2 separate regions of the Arachis hypogaea genome follow, and region 1 is linked to region 2. Evidence: chromatin contacts called from public Hi-C data. All regions are on one chromosome and are shown on one strand. Each heading gives the region's core, a stretch centred on a gene start, on an enhancer-like site or on the middle of the called end of the contact. The rest is flanking DNA. Distances are from core to core; before and after follow the strand shown. Region 1 holds the start of LOC112776373 (2-oxoglutarate and iron-dependent oxygenase domain-containing protein CP2). Region 2 has its middle 9.0 kb from the start of LOC112776425.

Region 1 (6,926 bases), core at 1,677-4,176, 41 kb before region 2:
ATCTCTCAGGTATTGTTTCACTATTGACTCTCTTTCTGTTGAAATTAGCTCATTCTCATAGTAATAGGTGCATTTCCTTAGTTTATCCTTTTGGTCTCCATGCATATGTGAAAAGTTAGAATTGATTTACCAATTATATTACATTTATGGACATCATTTGTGTTTCTTTGCAGGACAATGGCCTTGTTCCAATTGTAGAGCCGGAAATTCTTCTAGATGGTGATCACCCGATTGAGAGGACATTAGAAGTGGCAGAGAAGGTCTGGTCAGAAGTCTTCTTTTATTTGGCTCAAAACAATGTCATTTTTGAGGGAATTTTGCTCAAACCTAGCATGGTTACACCTGGGGCCGAGCACAAGGAAAAGGCTTCTCCAGAAACCATTGCCAAATATACACTTACCATGCTTAGAAGAAGAGTTCCTCCTGCAGTCCCTGGAATCATGGTACATCTATTGTTCTTTGTTTCCTCTTATCACAAATTGATACGTAGCATTATGATCGTGTTGAGTGCATGTATCGTGTCTTTTAGGATTTGAGATGATGCTAATTTTAATTACTTTTTACATTTAAGATTGCATTTATACTAGAATTTGGAAGTTACAATCACTATAATAAACCGTAAATTATGTTCCATTTGTATTTTCAGTTCTTGTCTGGTGGACAATCTGAAGTGGAAGCAACACTGAACCTTAACGCAATGAACCAAAGTCCCAACCCATGGCACGTTTCATTTTCATATGCACGAGCTCTGCAGAACACTGTGCTCAAGACATGGCAAGGATGCCCCGAGAATGTGGAAGCGGCTCAAAAGTCTCTTTTGGTGCGCGCAAAAGCAAACTCCTTGGCTCAGTTGGGAAGATATTCTGCCGAGGGTGAAAGCGAAGAAGCCAAGAAGGGAATGTTTGTCAAGGGCTATACCTACTAGAAGCCTTTGGCACATAAGTTAACCATCTTTCTCGTTCGTAATTAGCATCAGCAAAATCTGAGAAGGACTTAGATGGTGTTGTATTTTTGTTTTCCTTTCAACACTTAGCAACTGAGTTTGAATAAAGTGGGAGCAAGTAAGCAAGCTTTTCTTGGTGCCACTCCAGGTTGGCCTTAAGTTTAATTTCGGAATTGGAAAAAACAAAAGTAAAACGAAGTTTATTACTTAGTTATTATTTGTGCTATTATTCATAGCTTTTGTTCAATACTCAATAGTGCCATTTGTGATAGGAAACTAAATATTGGGCTGTATATCGGATCCTTTATGAGTGCAATATTTAGTATTGAGAAGTGCGAATAATCGCTCAGTTTTTCTTCGTTAACTAGCATTGTTTCTTTCCTTTGCCACAATATTTAACCAAAACTGATTTAGTAATATGTAGATGATTTGGCATTTTCTCATTTATATTAGTTGATAAATGACCGATGTAAAATATTGTTTTATATTACATTAAATAGGATTTTTATAATAGAATAAATAGTCAAATCAATTTTTTGTTTTGTTTATATAATAATAAGTTAATTTCTAAATTGTTCTGAGATTGACTGAGCATAAGTTTTTAAAATTTCAATCACGCTGAAGTAGTGACAAATGAACTTTTTTTTTTTATCTAATCCGTCAAGGATCAAAGTTTTATTTTCGAATTCTCGATATTTGTTTAAGCGGACTAGTGAGCTAACTACTAGATCAATCTAAACTTTATTTAAGTGTTTATTGTTGGCTAATAAGTTGTTGCAGGTACAAAGTGGGATTCGAATTTTCAACGCTTGTTTAAACAGATTAGTGAACTAACCACTGGACCACTCCAACTTAGTTAATGACATCCAACTTAGTTAATGACAAATGAACTTTGATGAACAAATATGGCCTCTTTTTCTTTTGTATCCCTTGTTTTAGTAGCATTTTATCTTCATCGTTTTTTATTGGTATAAGCAAGAGAAAAGCAAGAGAAAATGTCGGCCTCGTAATAGCCACATCCCAGGTTCGAATCTCAGCAGTAGGTGGGCTATGATAGAACCTTTAGTGTGTAATTATGTATGACCAAAAAAAAGTACATAAAAAAATAAGAGAAAAACATAGAAAATAAAAATTATATACTAACATTCAATTATGGGCAAACATAGGATTTTATGTTAATGAGTTTATAGTTTAAATGACATAGTTTTTTTTATACTCATCTAAGAAGTTGTGGATTTGAGTCTTCCTTTCTTTGGTAAAAAATTAAAAAATAAAAAAAAACATAGAATTTTATAATATTCTTATCTAAATCCAAAATAAAAGTTATTTTTAACACTTATAAATCAGCTTAAAATATCAAAATAAAAAACTCAATAGTTTTTGAATAAGTAATAACTAGGAGTCTTAATTTATTTTTAATTATTTTTAAATACTAAATGAATACAAATTTAGATATACATTTTTTAAAGTTAAAAAATTAAAATGATCATTAAGAGGATACTTTTAGATTTTCAATCATTTTTCTTTTAAATAAATCTTTTATCCATAAAACATCCAAAGATAGACAATTATCTTGGCTTAATGAAATTTACATATTATAATTAGTTCTCGATTCTTTCTTTAAATTAGCTTTTAAAAAAAATAATTAAATTTGTCCTTAAAAAATTTTAAGTTAGTCATTTTAGTTCTTCTAATACTTTCATTACTAAAGACGTTAAAATTTGTGAATGTGACACGTTAAAAGATACCACAACACATACCTAATAATCTTAATCTAACATATAAATTTATGAAATTAAATCAAATTAACTCCAAATTAAAGAATTTGAGTGCTTTACTCTCAATTTAGTTTTGATTTGATCTAATTTTATAAACTTATCATGTTAATAATTAATTAAGATTCCTATATGTGTATTATAATATTACTTAACTTACCACATTAATAAATTCTGATACCGTTAATAAAAAAATTGACAAAAAAATAACATAGTTAATTTAAAATATTTAAAAAACAAATCTGATTAAAAATATGTTTTATGACTAATTTACAAAACGAGTGACCCTTCAAATTATATTCATGGAAGAATAATTAATTCTGGTTTTTATGTTGATTAAGATCTTGAGGTTTCAGCACTGTGAAGCGACTGACAAGAGACGACGATCTTCCACATGGGAGTGAGTCTGAGTCTGAGTCAGAGACTCTCTTCCGCTCTCAAAAATTGAACGTTACTTCCTCTGAACCCTAAACCACCGTCAATGTTCTCATAAAACATAATAAAGCCCTCTTCTTTTTCACTCTTTTCTCTCAAAAATGGCTCATCAAAACGGTTCATTTCCCCGCATAACCTATCAGCAACAACTTCAGCTTCTTCAGCAGCAACAGCAGCAGGTTCTTATTCAGCAGCAGCATCATCTTCAGCAGCGACACCAACGACAACAACAACAACAACAACAGCTGGAACAACACCCCCGCGTGTCCACCAACATCATCGGAAACGGACACGTGGCTGGGCCACAGAATCAGAGGTTATCGTTGACGCCATGTTCGACGCGATTGCACTCGGACCCAAAGCAAGACCACAAGCCCGATAACTACGAAGACCTGCAATTGGGGTTCGACCCACGCGTGTTCAGCTCGCTGGAGCAATACATGCCACCCGACATGCTCAACAAGCCGCGTGATGTTAAGGCTCAGTATATGAGTAGCATTCTCATGCGATATTCCTCTGAGGGTGATCGTGTTCGGGTATCATTCAATTTCCCAGCTTTTCTCTGTTTTGTTCAATTTGTTGGAAAGTAAGGGTTTTTGAATTTGGGTGGCGCGTGGTTTTGTATAAAAACTTGATTTTGATGTTGCCCTTGATTGGAAATGCAGTGTTGCTTTGACTTGGGGAGATTATGAGAGAATTTAGGGGAAGATGTTGTGTATTTATTGTTTTTGGAGTGGGAAAGGAGAAATTTTTATTCTCTTTCAAATTTCAATCCCCTTTTTGCAGTGATATGAATACTTTACGTTTTCCCCTATTTTGTGCTATGTTTTTGCCTTTGGCGTTATTTTGTTGTTCACATTTTTGACATTTTGTTGTTCTGTGTTGGACTGAACAGATTCAAAAGCACAAGGAATATAGGCAGAAGATCATGTCCACTTATCAAGTAAGTTTTCTTGGGAATGGGTTTTGATTTGTCCCTTTCTAACTAAATTTTGATGGTTTCATTTATGATCTTTAACTGTTGGAATGCTGTTCATGGGATAATCTAAGACTTCTGATGGAGGCACCTTTTATTTGGCACTTATTTATTGGAACCTGAAACGATCCCATTTTGATGCCAGAATTTGCTGACCTGAGAACTGTTATCTTGTCTTCTTCTCTATATGTGGCATGTGTGTGCTAATTATTCATGATCTTACCAATTGTTGACTGCACCTTTCTTTTGTAGCCATTATATAAGGAGATATATACCATGGATGCTGAAAACTTTTTTGTGCCCTCGTTTCTCGATGCAATTAGAGAAAATACGGAAGCAGGTTTTAGACGAATACTGGCTGAACCCACAAGAGGAATTTATACATTTGAAATGCTTCAACCAGAGTTTTGTGAAATGTTGGTATCTGAGGTATCACAATTCTTTCCGCTCCCTTTCAAGTGTGTTATCATATCTGCTCTACATTTGCATTTTATGTTTTCTCATCAAGATTTGATTGCTTAGGTGGATAATTTTGAAAGATGGGTCCACGAGTCCAAATTCAAAATCATGCGACCTAATACAATGAATAAATTTGGTGTTGTTCTTGATGATTTTGGCATGGAAAGCATGCTTGACAAACTGATGAAAGATTTCATACGTCCCTTATCACGAGGTTATTTTTGTTTATCTTCATGAGAGTGGATGAGACTCAGAATTAAGATAAAGAAAAACTAAGTAAACAAGTTGTGTACTTACCCTTGCAATTTGAAAATTTGTAGTTTTCTTTGCTGAATTCGGTGGATGCTCTCTGGACACTCATCATGGATTTATTGTTGAATATGGGATCCACAGGGATAGAGAACTTGGTAGGTTTTGAAGCTCAGTATTCTTGTGAGTTTCTTATTGCCTAAGGCTTGGAATCTGCAACTTTTTTTTTTTTTTTTGTTCAAAGATGAGTTATATGTAGGTTGTTTCCAGCAATTCTACTTAGAGTTTAATATTAACTTACTTTACAATACTCTTTATGGTATTTACTTTAGCTTTTAATGTTAAGAGCTCCGATGATTCTATGAAATGCAGAGATGCCAGTCAGATGTCTTGAGTTTAGTAGGATATCTTTTCTTCGTCCTGACCGACTGAATTTCAGTTATTGTCCAATTTATGTTGATTTTTAAAATTCAAGTTCACTCTAACAAAAGATTGCCTCTTGTTGCCTTATATATACTGTTCAATGCGGTTAGATATTTTTCTCGCGCTGATTTAATAGTATACTCAATCTATTTCCTTCTTGTATTGTGTACCCGTATGCTTACATATGTTCTCTATCATACAAATGTATTATTTGCTTTGATTTCTTTCACACCAGACTTCTGTCTCCCCTCTCAACCCTGTAGCTTTATTAGCCTTTTGTTGAAGTCTTAAGAGCAATATTTTTGCAGGCTTCCATATAGATGACTCAGAAGTTACCTTGAATATTTGCTTGGGTAAAGAATTTTCCGGTGGAGAACTGTTCTTCCGGGGTGCTCGATGTGATGCACATGTGAATTCAGATTCCCAACTAGAGGTATGTCGACATCTTTACTGTATTTTGGACTCAATACCATGTATTTAGCTATATATTCTTCAGCATGTATGAATACATTCTTAAAGTTAAACTGAGAAATTAGTAACATTGATGATTCATATTATTTGAATAAAAATGCTGGATGTTACATATATTCCCCTGACTCTCTGATCTTGCTAATAGCTGAATAAGAGGTTCTCCTTTTCCACGTCATCTTATCTGTTAAAATACAGATTCTTTCCGAAGTTTAGACTAAAAATTATGTATATGTTTTTTTGTTCGTATAGAAGCTTAATACGGAGATTCTAATTTGTCATGTAAGCTGAGACCTGAGACAATCCAAATTGAGAGCAATAACGCTTCGTGTTTGTTGGGGTGTGATTAAGGCAAAAATGCAATAGCAAGCGCTTCCTAGATATTTTGAATTGAGCTGTTGATTTCAAATAATTCATGCTCTACATTAAATGATATTATAACGGTATTGGAATAGTATTGACTGAATATAAGTACTAATGGATTTTATTTGAACCTTTGTTTTAAAATCCAATCAAATCCTTGTAGGAGATCTTCGATTATTCCCACGTTCCAGGACAGGCAATTCTTCATAGTGGTCGTCATCGGCATGGTGCCAAAGCGACGGTATCTGGGAAGCGAATGAATTTGATTCTTTGGTGTAGAAGGTATTTGCATCACTTGTTTCATTACTTGAGGAAATGCAAATGAATAATCCTAGCCTCTTGCATCATTGAAATAGCACATTTTTCGTGTATGCCTATTTCAAAGTATATAGAGTATTAGATTGCCATTGAAGTTTTCTTTCTTTCTATTTTCATCGTCTGTTGGGGCTTAACATAAAATTGAGTTCCAATAAACATCAGGAAGATTTAAGCTTGATATTATGGTATTATCTATGGTCAATAACATCTGCATGAACCGTCGTGTAGCTCAACATTTAGAGAGATGATCAAGTATCAGAGAGCGTTTGCTGGATGGTGTGGAGAATGCCGGCGCAAGAAGAAGGAGAGAGAGCGGTTATCAATTGCAGCAACCAAACAGGTAAGAAGCATTTCTGAGATACAGAGGAACTCCATGGCTAATCTCATAATCGTTCATACATGAAACTAATTTAGTTCTTGTCATCACTTTCCAGGAATTGCTCAAGAGAAGAATGGCCCTATAACCATGCACATCGAAATGGTGCTTGTATAGTTTCTTTTTTATTATGTTTATGAA
Region 2 (6,624 bases), core at 3,509-6,008:
AAAGAGTGACATGATGGGTCGTATATAAAGGCGAGATTATAGCTTTTTGTTGTGAACGAATTTTTATTGAGAAAATATTCAGTTTAGCTCCTAAAATTATACTCGAATATCAATTTAGTCCTTAAAGTTTTAATTGTCTTAATTTAGTTCTTAAATTTTTTAATTGACTCTGTGATGGAAACTACCGCAGAGACTACGGTGATTAAAATTTAAAAAATTTAAGGACTAAATTAAAATAATTAAAACTTCAAAGACTAAATTGAAGTTCGAATATAATTTCAGAGAACAAACTGAGTATTTTCTCATTTTTATTTAAATATAACGCATGTGGAGGAGGAAAAAAGTGAGGGGTTGAAATTGTTGGTCTAATATGGTTAAAAGGGCATGTTTGTGGGGAATGCAAAATACTCCACTAGCTCGCTTTCCTAGGCTCTTGCATTTGTAAAGCAAAAATTAAGAAAATTGTTCTCAAAATATATAGAATGAATGAAGATGTTGCAAGTATTTGTTGTGAGTAAGGTGAAGAGAAGCAAAAGCTTTTTGTATTTATTAGTAGGTTATTATGGAGGGGTGTGAAAAGAGGAAGTTGTAGTGGGGCATTACCATAGATATGGGGGCCGATGATTGGCCCAAGGTACAGCTAACCCCACCATCTTCTGCCCTTCAATTTCACCCCCCATCATTCACTAATCAACACCACCATTTTCTACTTTCATGCATACCAATGCAATACAACTAACAATACTATCTAGGGGACTAGATTGAAATAACATTCTTATGGAATATAGACAATAACATACAGGAAATGCATTTTTCTTGTTAGAGTCATTCTAGTAGAATTATGTTGAAGTGATTGTACTAACTATAATATTTTAAAAAGTGTTGTTAAAATTAAAGTAATAATTTTTTTTTGTTAAACAACATTTTTAAAAAATATATTATTAAAATATAAAAAATTATAACTTCAATTTTAATAACATTTATACAATTAATATAGTCATTGTAGCATAATTATACTAAAATCTATTTTTTTATTATTATCTACCCTAGCATATTCACAACATGTTGTTTATGTTACAAGTAACAATATTTCTTTTTCTTTCTTGTTACTTTATTTGTTAGTCCTATAGTAATAGTCATTATTTACTGCAAAGTTTCCCTGCATATTTAGGTGGTGTTTATTTTTAAAGACCAGAACTAAAATAAAAAAATTGAGACTTAATATTATATTTAGTAGTAAAAAATTAGAATTAAAATTTTAGTATTAGAATACAAAATTTTAATTCTTTTAGTATTTTTAGAAAATAAAAATATAAGGGACTAAAATTTTAAAAAATTAAAATTAATTTTTTAATAGTATTTTTTTAATAACTAAAAATATTTTAGTAAATATTTTTATTTCATATTCAAATTTATCTTGAACTAAACAGATACTAAAATATAATTCAATCACGTACACTTTACACTAAACATAATATAAAAATTTAATTTAGTTTCTGTCTTTTAGTCTCGATCTCTCTTCCAAACGCAACCTTACGTATATTTTTTAACTTATGTATATGTACTAGTGGAACTAAGTTGCAAAGGGGACAAATTTTAAACACATAGACTAATTCTATCCTACATTCTTGTCGAAAACATCAACTAATTTGAATACTAAGGTGAAAGTGAATTTGACACCATGGTCATTAAGAGTAGTTAAGGCTTAATTAAGAAGCCAAGGTACTTCTAAATATATTCTTAGCACTAGGTTTATTTTGAATTTTCCTTCACATGGAAAAGTGCATTTGAATAGTTAAGCAAACACATTCAAATTAGGAAGTAAACTTCATAGTGACGGCATTTAGTGAAGAATTTTCCAAGGGAAACCAACATGCATTACTTCAAGTCTAGTGTGGACTCCACAAAATGGACGTCAACATTTTGAGCTAAGGCTATCCGCATAGCATGCGTGTTTGAAATTTTATGAGTATTAGTAGTTGAAGTAAATCTCAACATAACGAGAAAAAGACAATTCAAAATTACAATATATATATGTATAAAGGGCTTCAATAAAGCATGCAAAATAGTATTATTTATCCCCACTTGAATGTCACCAAATATATAAAAATTTAAGAAACTTGCTAATACGATTGATGTGCCTAGCTATATATACACATATTCTCAATTATTGTGTAATAATAATAATTAGAATTCTCGGAACCAATGGAATATTTGTACATACAATGTGTACAATGAATTATTTATTTGGCTCAATATGAGTTAAAAAATAAACATCTAAATAAAATACTACTAATTTCTCAAACACAATACACTCATATACTATCCTGAATAACTATCCGAATATTAGGGATAATAAACATCTGATATCTTACTGAATCAAATATTCCTAAACCCCAATTGTACACATTGTACAGATACTCCATTGACTCCGAATAGTTCCTCTAATAATTAAGATAATTATTATTCATAAAGGTGAATGATTATCTTCTTATTTGTCCTCTAGCTGGGTGTGCTATATATGCAAAGTGAAAAAGAAAAAAGAAAAGAGGAAATGGGAGATGGAGAATATGAAAATGAATGAAGTTGAAACGTAATGGATAGCAAAGTCGTTGTCTACCATATTGATGGTATGATAAAGACTGAGTCTGAGACACATAGAAACACCCTTTTCATGGAGCATGATAGAGAAATAACACATATATAATATGGTGTGCACCTCAATCATCACCACTTTACTATAGATTTGGCCACCACAATAATAGCTCAAAAAAGAAAATTAAAGCAACAACGTTACAAAAGCATAGTTAGAATAAGTCAGCGGTTTAGATTCCTTTTCTGTTCTTTTTTTTTTTGTTGCTATTTTTCCAATCCACATTACTCTCTTATAATAATTTACGTTAATTAGGGGTGTTATCGGTTCGGTTTGGTTCGATTTTAGACCAAAAACTAACCGAACCGATATATTCGATTCCTATAGACACACAACCGTTCGGTTTGTTGTTTTTACAATAATCGAACCGAACCGAACCGAATCAACAGCAGTTTGGTTCGGTCGGTTTTTTTCAGTTTTTAATTTCTAATGAGCAAAATATGAATCACAATAATTAGAGGTTTAAAATAGTCAATAAATTGAAATAATAAGAGTAAAACATTGAAATGGTTAGGGGTTGGAAATTTTTGTTGTTAGATTAAAGGTTAAAATGGTTAAAATATTGAAATTAATGCATATTTTCGGTTCGAGTTGGTTCGGTTCGATTTCTATCGAGCCAACCGAAAATCGAACCGAACCGATTGATTTTGTAAAAAAACAAAAAAAAAAAAAACTGATTTTTCCGATTTTTAAATCGGTTGTTATAATTTTCGATTCGGTTTGCGGTAATTTTCGATCCGATTCAGTAACTCACACCCTTAATTGTAACAAGTGCACTGTAAACCTCACTATCATGATTGGTACAACGAATTCTCCAAATTGAATTTAATAAAGAGGTGTATGTGGCCCAAATTGTGTTGAAATTAAAGGAATGAAGTTGTTGACATTATGAATAATGCCAAATCATTGTGATCTTGATCAACATGATGTTGCGTCTTGGTTTGATTTTCACTGTGATAGCAAAGAGAGAAATAAACAAACGTGAAGGTAACGACAATAATCATAAGAGAAAAACACTATATGTACAACATATATATTCGTATAATATTATTTAATATGTATTTCAATTAGAAAAATACTACATAATACAGCTTTGATATTGTAGGTTATAAAAATAAGAATTTAAACGATATACCTCAGCATTACGTCATAATTATGTCATTAGGTTTCGGATAATTCAATAATTCTACTTAGTACTAAACCGACTCTAAGCAAGGATAGAGCACGTGCAATGCAACAAGGAAGCGGCGCGTGAGGGGGTCCCTTCCAATGCAAAACGACATTGGATCCCGCATGAATGCAAAAACTCGCATTTCCCTTTTTAACCTTAGCTTCATGCCATCATTTTTGCCTTTCATTAGCTTAATTAATTAAGAGTTAGAGCTTAATTTTGATGTATTAGTGGTGTAATCGCGGTTAAAAATATAATTATTTAGAGAAAAATTTAAAACAGTCCCTGACAATTATCTTGAAAGACAACGAGGTCTTTGACAAAAAAAAAAACTCAATCTAACCTCTAACAATTACTTCAAAAGGACAACGAGACTTTGTGCCAAAAAAAGTCAATGCTATTTTTTTTGACACAGGGGCTAATCAGTCCCAAAAAAAATTAGGAGCTAAATTGGGTGTATTTTTTTTTTTGGATCTTGTTGCCCTTTCGAAATAATTGTCAAGACTAAATGGGATATTCACGCAATTAATTATGTTATCTATTTTTATCAGTTTTAACTTTTTGGGATGAACTAATTTTTGACATGGAATCAAAGTTCTATATTATAAAAATTAAACAAATCCAAAAAAAAATATTAGAGATATAATTATTTATATTTTCTTTTCTTATTAGTTTAAGCTTTTAGGATAAACATTTTTATGATATTTATAATTATTTTTATAAATAATTATTCACATAAATAATATAAAAAATAAATATTTTTACTAATGTTATATAATTAGATATATATATAAAATAATTTTATATTAATAGTGCATTGAAATTAAATTTATTAATTAATGTACCACTAATAACAATGTGAGTATGTGTGGTGTGAGTGTGACTATGCATCATGCAATTCACTTTTAGGGTTATAAATATATTGTAGGTTTGTATGTGAACACGAATTTCACATTGGTTCGAGAAAAGTTCTTTCAGTGTGGGCCTTGTCTTGAAGTGGATGTTGCTAAGCACAATATAGAATCCAATGTAAGGTAAGCCAACCCACTCCATTCCATGTTTTTTACATTGTAACTATTTATATGTCTACGTCTAAGGGCTTTTCCATTTTGGGTTATTCTCTTTTCCATCTCTTGGTTGTTCCCAGCACACAACACCCAAAAACAAAATTAAAAAAAAAAACACACACACACATATGTCGGCTGAACTGAACTATTTTCGCTTTGCATTTTATTATTTTATGGATAAATATGTTATATTATCTAAGCCAATTTACAATGTGTAATGAATTGAAAATAATTATAGAGATGATCCTTATCAATTCGCAAAAGTTATAGGGAAATGAAAATCAGAATTTGATTGAATTATCGTTCATAGTAAAGTTTGGATTCATGTGTTGACTACTCATTTGACTTGTCCAAAAATTTCACAAATGAATATATAACTTCAAATGATCAGATGATTATGTGGGTATAATCGTTTAAGGAACTTTCTGCTTTCTTCTGTGGGAAAAAATATTTCAAGACCTTCAAAGTCCGTGGTACATTCTTGTATTTTGAGATAGTGGAGAGATCAATTTGCTATATTTCTCTTATAAAAAAACTAGTATAGAGTTTTTTTTTTCTATTGTACCCAATCGTGGGTTTTAAAAAAATGCAAATGAGTAAATTCAAACTACTAACAATATTAATATAAATATTACTAAAGTCAGATTGAGAAAAATTAAATATTTTCACCATTCCAGAAGCTGGTTTTAGCATCAGATTAGAACAAATCAATACAATAATGGTTATCGGCACGTAATTTCAAATGAAATTGGACATTTACGCATTTCTCACAATTTAAATTGCTCCTTTTCCATAGCTATCAACACAAATTTTGAAACTTATAATACGACTAAAAATCAAACCCAAGTGCATTAAAGTCCAAAGATTCACTTTGACGATCCAGGGATATCTCTAATTTTAAAAAAGGAAAGTATAAGGAGTCAATAGAATATTTGTACAATGCGTATAATGGAGGTTTAGGGAGTATTAGAGATATAATCATTAGTGTTATCTTTTCCTATCAGCGTAAGTTTTTGGGATGAGTGGTATCATAACATGGTATTAAAATTTTAGATCCGAAAGGTTAAGAGTTCGGTTCGATTCTTTTATGGTTATTCTGAATATTATGGGTGATGCTCATTTTATAACTCATATAGCCCACTATTGTACACATTTTGTACATTGGCTCTACCAGGACTCTTTTAAGAAAGACGTTATATTTAAAAAGTATTGAAGAGATAATAACAAAAAATTTTCATCACTCAATTTGATGCCAAATAATTTGACTTTATGAATTTAATAGCTCATATTATGATTCTTTTATTTAAAAAAATTACAACATTAACTATATAGAGTTCTAACTTCTAAGGGAATTGAACTCGTGATAAAAGAAAAATAGACAATCTACTATTTTAAAATACTGATTTCAAGATCTAAGAAGCAATTTATGACCTCATGATAAAGCTAATTAAGAGACTACTACTTGAAAAGAGAGATGAATTTTTTGAAGGAGTGAAAAATGCCCTTGAAGTAGCAAATAGAGCAACAATAGCAGCGGTTTTGGAGTGCAAGAATAACAACGGCAGCAATTTTAGTGCTCTCTCACTCTCTCCCCCACTCTCTCAAAAAAAAATATAAATTATTATATTATTGAATTTAAAGGATTAAGTTGCAATGAATGATGTTATTGTTGATGTTCTTAAATTTAAATGATGTGTTATTATTAGTGATGGATGAAATAAATAATTATTAAA

The links. Hi-C and Micro-C count contacts between places; a contact is called where the count stands out from the background.
Region 1: a contact with region 2 is called in a Hi-C map of an unstated tissue, with 5 times the contacts expected there. The contact joins the promoter of LOC112776373 here to the enhancer-like site in region 2. A contact is called at or near these places in 5 of 8 Hi-C or Micro-C datasets (leaf and an unstated tissue).

The regions. Positions count from the first base shown.
Region 1 is chr19:156,242,810-156,249,735 of arahy.Tifrunner.gnm2.J5K5, reverse strand. LOC112776373 (2-oxoglutarate and iron-dependent oxygenase domain-containing protein CP2) reads left to right here and starts at 2,926. Exons shown (of 9, transcript XM_025820520.3): 1 at 2,926-3,689; 2 at 4,049-4,096; 3 at 4,382-4,558; 4 at 4,652-4,802; 5 at 4,909-4,995; 6 at 5,569-5,693; 7 at 6,255-6,373; 8 at 6,638-6,749; 9 at 6,844-6,926. The coding sequence starts at 3,255. The coding sequence ends at 6,873. It overlaps LOC112780016 (fructose-bisphosphate aldolase 3, chloroplastic), which reads left to right. Exons shown (of 6, transcript XM_025824364.2): 4 at 1-9; 5 at 174-443; 6 at 647-1,307. The coding sequence ends at 925.
Region 2 is chr19:156,204,000-156,210,623 of arahy.Tifrunner.gnm2.J5K5, reverse strand. No RefSeq gene overlaps it. Among protein-coding and RNA genes, the nearest start is that of LOC112776425, 9.0 kb to the right of the region's middle. Within about 2 kb of position 4,758, at least 2 of the 3 cell types and tissues checked have open chromatin away from gene starts, as enhancers often do.